3 separate regions of the Sus scrofa genome follow, and regions 2 and 3 are each linked to region 1. A link is a contact called in public HiChIP or PLAC-seq and promoter capture Hi-C data. All regions are on one chromosome and are shown on one strand. The core of a region is the stretch at or near the end of the contact, and the rest is flanking DNA. Distances in the headings are between cores, read along the strand shown. Region 1 holds the start of AP1B1 (AP-1 complex subunit beta-1). Region 2 holds the start of CCDC157 (coiled-coil domain-containing protein 157). Region 3 holds the start of OSM (oncostatin-M).

Region 1 (2,669 bases), core at 50-2,549:
AGACCTTTCCCTTGGGAATATTCTTCAAGAACCCAGGGCCAAAAGATTCCTCTAAGGGGTCATGTAGTTCCTCTTTACTCCAAAAAGAATGCAGCTCAACCACTCTCAAGGGAGGTTCTGGATATTATTAAATTAGTTTCATCCATAGCCTATCTGATGTCTCACAGTACCCAATAGTCAGGAAAAACTCTTGCCCTGAAAAGCAACGACCTGCAAAACTGTTTCATCCTAAATAAAGTGAATCAAATGCTCCTTATGAAGGTTAGACAAGAAGCAATAAGGCTACATCTTTATATAGATGCAAGTAAATATAATGGCAGCTAAAGATATTAAATAGCTCCTACACTCCAATCTTGCTCCAGCCTCTCTTTGGTCTCTGCACTTTGCACGTTCCTGAGAACCTGGGTAGAAATTCTGACTCTTGCCTACACCACCCGATTGACCTTACAGGTGTGACTTAACCTCTCTGTGCATTTTACTCGGAGGTGAAATGGAGATAACAACAGCAGCTACCTCACAAAGGTTGCTGGGAAATTTAAATGCTGCATTACGAGTACTTAACATAATGCCTGGTACACAGTAAGAGCTCAATTAATCAGCAGCTAGCATTTTATCAGTAGTTTTGGCATTTATTACAGGTGTCCCCAGTTAACTTGTTGGTGAGGCGCCTAAGTACAGACCAAACCCAACCCTACCCCAGAGCAGGCAGCGCGGGCTGCTCCTTAATTTATTTTTATTTTTTTTTCTTTTCAAACCTTGGCAAAGAGATAAGGCCCTGAACGAGGAGGAAGACTCAGGCTGGCCATGGGGGTAAGAATGCAGAGGGAACCAGGACCCGAAGAGAAGTTTCCTGTTTGGCCAAGCGCAGGCTCCCTGGGGCCTAAGTCTAGGAGTCTCTCCAGGAGGGCGCCCCCAGAGGGACTGCGGACCTGGGGTGGAGGCGGGAGGCCAAGCGGCCGAGAATGAATGAACCCGCAGCCCTTCTGCCTCAACGCGGCCTGGGAAGCCACTCTAGCTCCTCTAGCGCCTCGTCCTCTCCGTGACCTCTGACCCCACAAACCCCTCACCTCAGACCCCCCGACTCCCTGCCCCATCTCTTCTCCGGCCTCGCCGGGCTCCCCGCCTCCTCACCCGCAGGTCCAAACGGCTCCCGGCGCCACGGCGCGGCTCCACTCTGCAGTAAAACGTCCGCGGCCTTGTCGTCCCACTCTCCCGGTGCGTCCGTGCCGCCAGCCGCTCCGAGCCCCGCGGCTGTCACCTGCCGGGCGGAAGTGAGCTGCCCGCGCTCGGGCACTTCCGGTGGACGCAGGGCCTGGGGGCGGGGTCAAGGGTTCAACCCGGGCGGGGGTGGGGCCCGTGAGGGCGTGGCCAGGAGGGCGGGGCCGGCGGGAATTAACCCTCCTCCGACATGTCGTTCTCAGCCACTGTAGAGCCAGAGAAAGATTAGACAGATAAGCCGTTACGTAGTTTAACATGATGAAGATGGAAAAGGTCGTTACAGACGGGTAAACTAGACTCTGAGAGGGGCAAGTTTTGCTCAAGATCGCTTACTTTATGAAGGAATTCCGCGTTGTAAGAGAAAACCTTAGACCTTCCAAGGAGAGCTTAATGATGTCCCATCCTCCTTTTGGCTGGGTTAATCAGGACTTCAGTTGCTATAGCAATCTCACTCCCAACTCTGGTATTATTAAACTTTCTCCTCCTGGATAATTTCTTTCTTTCTTTTTTTTTTTTTTTTTTTTTTACCGCTGCACTTAGGGCATATGGAAATTCCTGGACTAGGGGTCTAATCGGAGCTGCAGCTGTGGCCTGTGCTGCAGCCATAGCAACACCAGATCCGAGTGGCATCTGCAACCAATGCCGCAGCTTCTGGCAATGCCAGATCCTTAACCTACTGAGCTAGGCCACGGATAGAACCAGAATCCTCATGAATACTAGTTGGGTTCTTAACCTGCTGAGCCACAATGGGAATTCCATCTGATTATCCTCATTAAAATATTAATTAATCATTACTCTTTAAAAATGTTTACTGGACAAATATTTGCATTGTAGAGAAACGGAAATATACTAGTAAGCAAAAGGAGAGAAATCATCTGCAATCCCATTTCCGGAGACAATCATTTCTTAAAATTAAAGTATAGTTGATTTACAATATTGTGCCAATTTCTGCTGTACACTCATTCTTAATATTTTGGTGAATATCCTTCCAGACTCAACACATCATTTGGTATTTTTACCTCACCAAGATATTGGTAAAAGTCTTCTAAAGCAAGAAATATATTTAGAGTTTTTTTTTTTTTTTTTTAACTTTTAGGGCTGCACCCTCAGTATATGGAGGTTCCCAGGTTAAGGGTAGAATCCAAGCTACAGCTGCTGGCCTACACCACAGCCGCAGCAACGCAGGATCCTTAACCCACTGAGTGAGGCCAGGGATCGAACCCGCAACATCACTGCTCCTAGGCGGATTCGTTTCCACTGCTCCATGACAGGAACTCCAAGAAATACATTTTTGTTTGGTGCTTTCCAACACCTGCGATTCTATTGTATGGACGGCATCACTGTTTTCAAAAACAAACCTCTACAGTTGTTCACTTGGGTTGTCACCAATTGTTTCATATTACAAAACGTATTAATAAATAAGTTTGCACAGCCAAGTCTTTATGTCCCAT
Region 2 (2,669 bases), core at 44-2,543, 820 kb after region 1:
TCCCATGGGCTTCATCTATCTTAATCTCTCCTCTATCCCACCAAAGCAATGTTGATCAGAATTAATGTCTCCTTTGCACTTGATACTTATATCACACTGCAATTATCTATACACATCTTTCCTCCTTAGCTGATTAAGATGTTTAAAGGCTGGCTGGAACTGTATCATTTAAGGTGATTGAGGCAATAAACACTTATTGAGTATTCACTTATATCTGTCTCCCCACTAGTTCCCTAAAGCAGGAGTTGTGCTTCATTCATTAAGGTAAAGACAAAGCCTGGTACAGTATCTAGCTTAAAGGAAGCACAAAGGAGATGCTGAGAATTTAACAAAGTGGCACCATGCAGGCTGGGAAATTAAGGATTCCTGTCAAAGGCTTGTGGGGGCCAGTGGGCCCAATTACTGCAGAAGACCAGTGGATGCGCTGGATTAGTGATTCTCAAACTTCAGTGAATCACCTTTGGGTCTTGTTACAATGCAGATTCTGGAGTTCCCATTGTGGCTCAGTGGTTAACGAATCTGACTAGCATACATGAGGACGCATGTTCGATCCCTGGCCCTGCTCAGCGGGTTAAGGATCCAGCGTTGCCTTGAGCTGTGGTAGAGGTTGCAGATGAGGACTGGATCCTGCCTTGCTGTGCCTGTGGTAAAGGCTTGCAGCTACAGGTCCGATTAGACCCCTAGCCTGGGAACGTCCATATGCCACGGGTGCGGCCCTAAAAAGCCAAAAAAAAAAAAATGCAGATTCTGATTTAGAAGAAGTGGAAACTCAGCATTTCTAATAAGCTCCCAGGCGATGCTACACTTTCCACGGACTACACTTTGAAAACCACTGTTCCAAGCAGGCTTGTTTCGCTACTAGAAGGCAGGCGGGAAGCGCGCTGCCTCCTGGGACTTGGAGTTCCTCCAAGCCCTCCTAAACGGCTGCTACTTCCTCCGCGAGTGAGAAGCGCCCGCGCCGGAGGGGAGGGCTCAGGCCTAGGCTCAGTTGCCGGTGGAGATGCGGGGGTGGCTGTACCTGTTTGGGCTCGGTGGCCGCGGGCGGCGGTGGAGGCACCGCCTGCACGGGTCCGGCGGGCATGACGGCGACGCTCAGGGCTGCCAGTCCGCCTGGGCGTAAGTGAGCAGTGAGGCGTCAAAGCGGTTTCCCCGCACGGACTATGACACAAGCCCGCAAGATGGCGGCGGCGACTCGCCTGTCGCCGCCGAGGGGAAGAGGCTGACGTACTTCCGGGCACGCCCATCCCCGTGACGTAATTTCCCGCCCCTCCCCTTACGGGAGCAGCCAGCTCCCGACGCTGTTGCCATGGCAGCGGTCGAGGAACCAGGCTAGGGTTTGCTGAGGCTCCCACAAGCTACAGTCGCTCCGGGGGGGCAGTTCCATGAGCGGAGCAGACACGGGCTGAGGCTGCGACTCCAGAGACTGGTGAGACGTTTTACATTCCCCTTCCGACGTCCTCTCACGCCCCCCACGGCCCTGGCCCCCCTCTCCTTTACCAGAGTATTCCTCTCCCTCTGACCCTCGCTTTCCAAGGCCCCCGCTCCCTCTCTTTGGCCTCCCATTTGGCCAAAACCTCGTCCCCCAGCCTCTTTTTGCTTCAGGCCACCACCTCCTTCCCAAATATCAATCCCTAATTCCCTCTGGTACTATTTCCCTCTGGTCTTGCCTTTTCCAGGTTCCACCCCTGCCTTCCATAGTTAGGCCTTGAAATTCCGTGGACTAGCTCAAATCTGGCCGCCTTCTTTAGGCTCAACCTCTCACGCCCGGAGGTTTGTGCCTGTGAAATCTCTTCCCTCACTCCCCACTCCTCCCTCCGTCACTTCCAATCCCGCCCTTTTCGCTTCCTTTCCTGAGACCCTCTCTTCCCTCTTAACTCTGTAATGTGGCTCTCTCTGAACCCTTGCTTTCAATTTCTTCACCTATGAAATGGGGGAGTGATAGGAAAGGATACCCTCCCAATTCTCCTCCCCGCCTTTCTTCCTTATTTACACACCATAGTTGGTTTATGTCATTGTTATTATTAATGTAGAATGATAATGTTTGCTAGGGCTTTTTGAACATATACCATGGGTCAGACCCTGTGCCCAACACTACATGCATTACATTACATTACATTATTTCTTTCTTTCTTTCTTTTTTTTTTTTTTTTTTTTTTTGTCTTTTTGCCTTTTCTAGGGCCACTCCCATAGCATATGGAGGTTCCCAGGCTAGGGGTCTAATCAGAGCTGTAGCCACTGGCCTACACCAGAGCCACAGCAACGAGGGATCCGAGCCGCGTCTGCAACCTACACCACAGCTCATGGCAACACCAGATTCTTAACCCACTGAGCAAGGCCAGGGATCAAACCTGCAACCTCATGGTTCTTATTCAGATTACTCCTACATTACTTTATTTCTTATAGCAACTTATTTATGGATGAGGACAGTGAGGTTCACATCCTCAATTCACATAGCACAGTACGAATCCAAACCCAGGCCATTCTTACTCCTCTGCAAGTGCAATCAGTTACTTCTTTGTCTACACTGGAATTCCTTCAGTATCTCCTGGGACCCGGGCAGTTAGCAATCCTGAGTCAGACTGACACTGCCACATAAATGGTTTTAGAGTTTCCAAGGGTACACTGGCCAGGAAGTAGGTATGATCTTTACCTGAAGGGTAAGGTCCTAG
Region 3 (2,669 bases), core at 94-2,593, 730 kb after region 1:
CAGCCTGGCACTCTGATCTATGCCCGCAGAACCAGGAAAAGCTGCCTTTCCATCTGAAGCTTCCATCTGGAAAGGATGAGTGAGGCCTTCTAGTCCAGGCCCCCATTTTACTAAAAACAAAGGCACTGAAGGAGAAGGGCTTGCTCAGGTCACCCAAGGCCAGCGCATCCGCTGACCTCTCACACCTCTCTCCTCTCCCCCTAAGTGGCCACTTCTGTCAGGCCCACCAGGGATGCTGTGAGCCAGAATATTCTGGGGGGCGGGTAATTACGGCTCCCCCCACCTCCCCCGACCCACCCACTGAGCCCTGGCAGCCACGTGGTCGGAAGGGCCTGTGGCGCAATGGCCCGGAAGGCAGTGACACCACTTCCCTTCCTAAGAACTGTGGCCCCTTGGGGAAGATGCTGCTAGGAGACTGAGGGGCTAGGTCCCCAGGCACGGCGACCACAAGACACCCCTCGCCACCCTCCCCCCCAGGTATCTGCTGCTGGGCTCGGGCAGGGCGGCTGATGTGAGCAGAGTGCGCGTGGGAGCAGGGTGTCTGCATGGGTGTGTGTCTGGGTCTGTGTGAGGCTCGAGGGAACAGCTGGGCCGTTTTGTCCCATCCACCACAGGGGCCCCGGGGCTGCATGCGGGGGTTCCCAGATTGGTGAGATTGAGGGCTCCGGAAGACATCACGTGGCTCTGTGTGTCTGTCACCCTGTGGGTGTGGCTATATGTGCTGTGTGATTGTGTGGGCTCCAGGGCCCCCGGGGCCTGGCCGATAGTGACCATCCATCCCAGAGCCTGTGAATTGGGGCCAGAAGGAAGCCCCGCAGCCCTTCCAGACAATACACCACAGTCCTGCTCAGCTTCTGCAGCTTCCTCCACTGCCCCAGCACTTCTCCCACCTCCCTCCTGCTTCCCTAGCTTCTCCCGCTGTGATCCCCTTCCCTCATAACCCTTGCTCCCAGAGTCGACTCTATATCACCTACCCCTGGAAGTCCTCCAGGGATACCCTTCTCCACCCTGTGAAGATGCTGTGTTCTCAGTGGACCCCTCTCTTTGCCTGATCCTCTGGCTCTTTCCCTTTCTTAGCATCTTTCTGCCCCGTGTCCAGCCTCCCCAGTTCCCAGAGGACAGCAGCTGGCCCTGCTCCCCACTGGCGCCCATGAGCACAGCAAGCAGGTCCCGGCGGGAAGGAAGGAAGTACTCACTGAGCAGTGTCCTCCGAATACACTGTGCCCGCATGCTGGGTGACCGAGCTCCGGCCTGTGCCTGCTGGGGGTGACACCTCCCGGCTGGGAGCCCTGCGGGCTGGCAGCCACTTTATGCCCGCCGGGGTGATTGGCCAACACCTCGTGAGGTGGGTGGGGAGGGGGAGGGGGGAGGGCAGGCCTTCTGGGAACATGACCCCAAAAACCAAAGTTTCCACAGGCGGCCAATGGGCGCTGGGCGCGGTGGCATGCCTGCTCCTCCTCCTGTTTTCTTCGAATTCGTTCTTCGAGGTCAGCCCCACGCCCAAGGATGATGCAAACCGCAGCCTCAGCCTTTTATGGGGTGAGCAGGGAGCAAGGGGGTCCATGCCCACTGTAGGAGGCTGTGCCCGGGATGGAGGGGAGAGTCCACCAGCAGGCCCCTGGAGGGCCTGATGCAAAGTCCCGGCTCGGGAGCCTTCAGCCTCACAGGCCACTGTGGTTTGGGGCTGAGGGGAGCGAGACATCTTCCTTCTTGAGTGCCCTTCCCGCCCTCCCGCCAGGGCTGTTGGGACATCTGTGAGCGGAAACCACCGGGCTCTGGGCAAAGAGCCAGACCCAGGCTGGCAGCCCCGAGATTGTGGTTATGGCCCCAGGACCTGCATCCCCCAGCAGGACTCCCAGCCACCTCCTCTCCCCCAACAGGCACCCTGCACACAACCAGCCATCCCCAGACCATCGCCCACAACAGGCCCCTTCTCCACAGACAGGACCCTCTGGGGAGAACCAGGCACTTGGAGCAAGAGAAACAGGAGATCAGGTTCAAGCCCACTGACATGCTGTGAGATCCAAGGCAAGTCGCTTAACTTCTCTGGGCCTTCGAGACCCCCACCATCCCCGCCACCTGTAAAATGAGGATTTGAAAAGCATTTCCTGGCCACCTCACAGGGCTGCTGCCATCATGGACATAAAAGGCAAGAGCCCTTTGAAGGCAAAAGGAAAGATGAAAGTCTGATTCCAAGTACGAGCTGTCGGGAGGCGGGGTGGGGGGCGGAGGAGATGGGGAAGCTGTGAGCTCAGAGGGGAAGCCAGAGAAGGGGAGTCGCCGCGGTGACGGTTGGGGACCAGGTTTCACTTTCTCTGAAAGATAGTGATCTTGGGTTGGTCCTCTGCTTCTTGCAGGCGTCAGAATGAAGGGGCCCTGGAGACAGCGCCTCCAGAGGCAGCCTGCTGCTTCACTGGAGGATACACTGAGGCCAGAGAGGGCAGATGACGGGGCAGAGGGCTGGCACACCGTGCCTGCAGCTTCAGCACGTCCACCGGACCTAGACGAGGGTCTTAGCCTGTGCCCAAGGAGTTCTGTGGGGAACAGGGTATCAAAGGCTGAGGAGCCAGGCTGGGGTCCCTGGGGGCGACCGGTGAGGCCTGCACTAGGAAAGCCAAAGTGGCTGGAAGAAGAGACAGGCACCCTCCCACCATCCCCACCCCAGCACC

What was found. Promoter capture Hi-C pulls out the DNA fragments that hold promoters and counts their contacts. HiChIP or PLAC-seq counts read pairs in DNA pulled down with a chosen protein or histone mark.
Region 2: a promoter capture Hi-C map of liver shows a contact between it and region 1, with 6 times the contacts expected there. The contact joins the promoter of CCDC157 here to the promoter of AP1B1 in region 1. A contact is called at or near these places in 1 of 5 promoter capture datasets (liver) and 1 of 2 datasets of contacts at active chromatin or transcription factors (skeletal muscle).
Region 3: an H3K27ac HiChIP or PLAC-seq map of alveolar macrophages shows a contact between it and region 1. The contact joins the promoter of OSM here to the promoter of AP1B1 in region 1. A contact is called at or near these places in 1 of 5 promoter capture datasets (fetal liver), 1 of 47 Hi-C or Micro-C datasets (embryonic fibroblasts) and 1 of 2 datasets of contacts at active chromatin or transcription factors (alveolar macrophages).

Annotation. Positions count from the first base shown.
Region 1 is chr14:46,518,876-46,521,544 of Sscrofa11.1, forward strand. It overlaps AP1B1 (AP-1 complex subunit beta-1), which reads right to left and starts at 1,300. Exons shown (of 22, transcript XM_013990391.2): 1 at 1,132-1,300.
Region 2 is chr14:47,334,207-47,336,875 of Sscrofa11.1, forward strand. It overlaps CCDC157 (coiled-coil domain-containing protein 157), which reads left to right and starts at 1,294. Exons shown (of 14, transcript XM_021074347.1): 1 at 1,294-1,426. It overlaps SF3A1 (splicing factor 3A subunit 1), which reads right to left and starts at 1,242. Exons shown (of 16, transcript XM_003483452.4): 1 at 1,019-1,242. The coding sequence starts at 1,081.
Region 3 is chr14:47,245,493-47,248,161 of Sscrofa11.1, forward strand. It overlaps OSM (oncostatin-M), which reads right to left and starts at 1,344. Exons shown (of 3, transcript XM_001929161.4): 1 at 1,197-1,344. The coding sequence starts at 1,230. LOC110256683 (a long non-coding RNA gene) reads left to right here and starts at 83. Exons shown (of 4, transcript XR_002338554.1): 1 at 83-477; 2 at 1,100-1,345; 3 at 1,417-1,539; 4 at 1,881-2,669.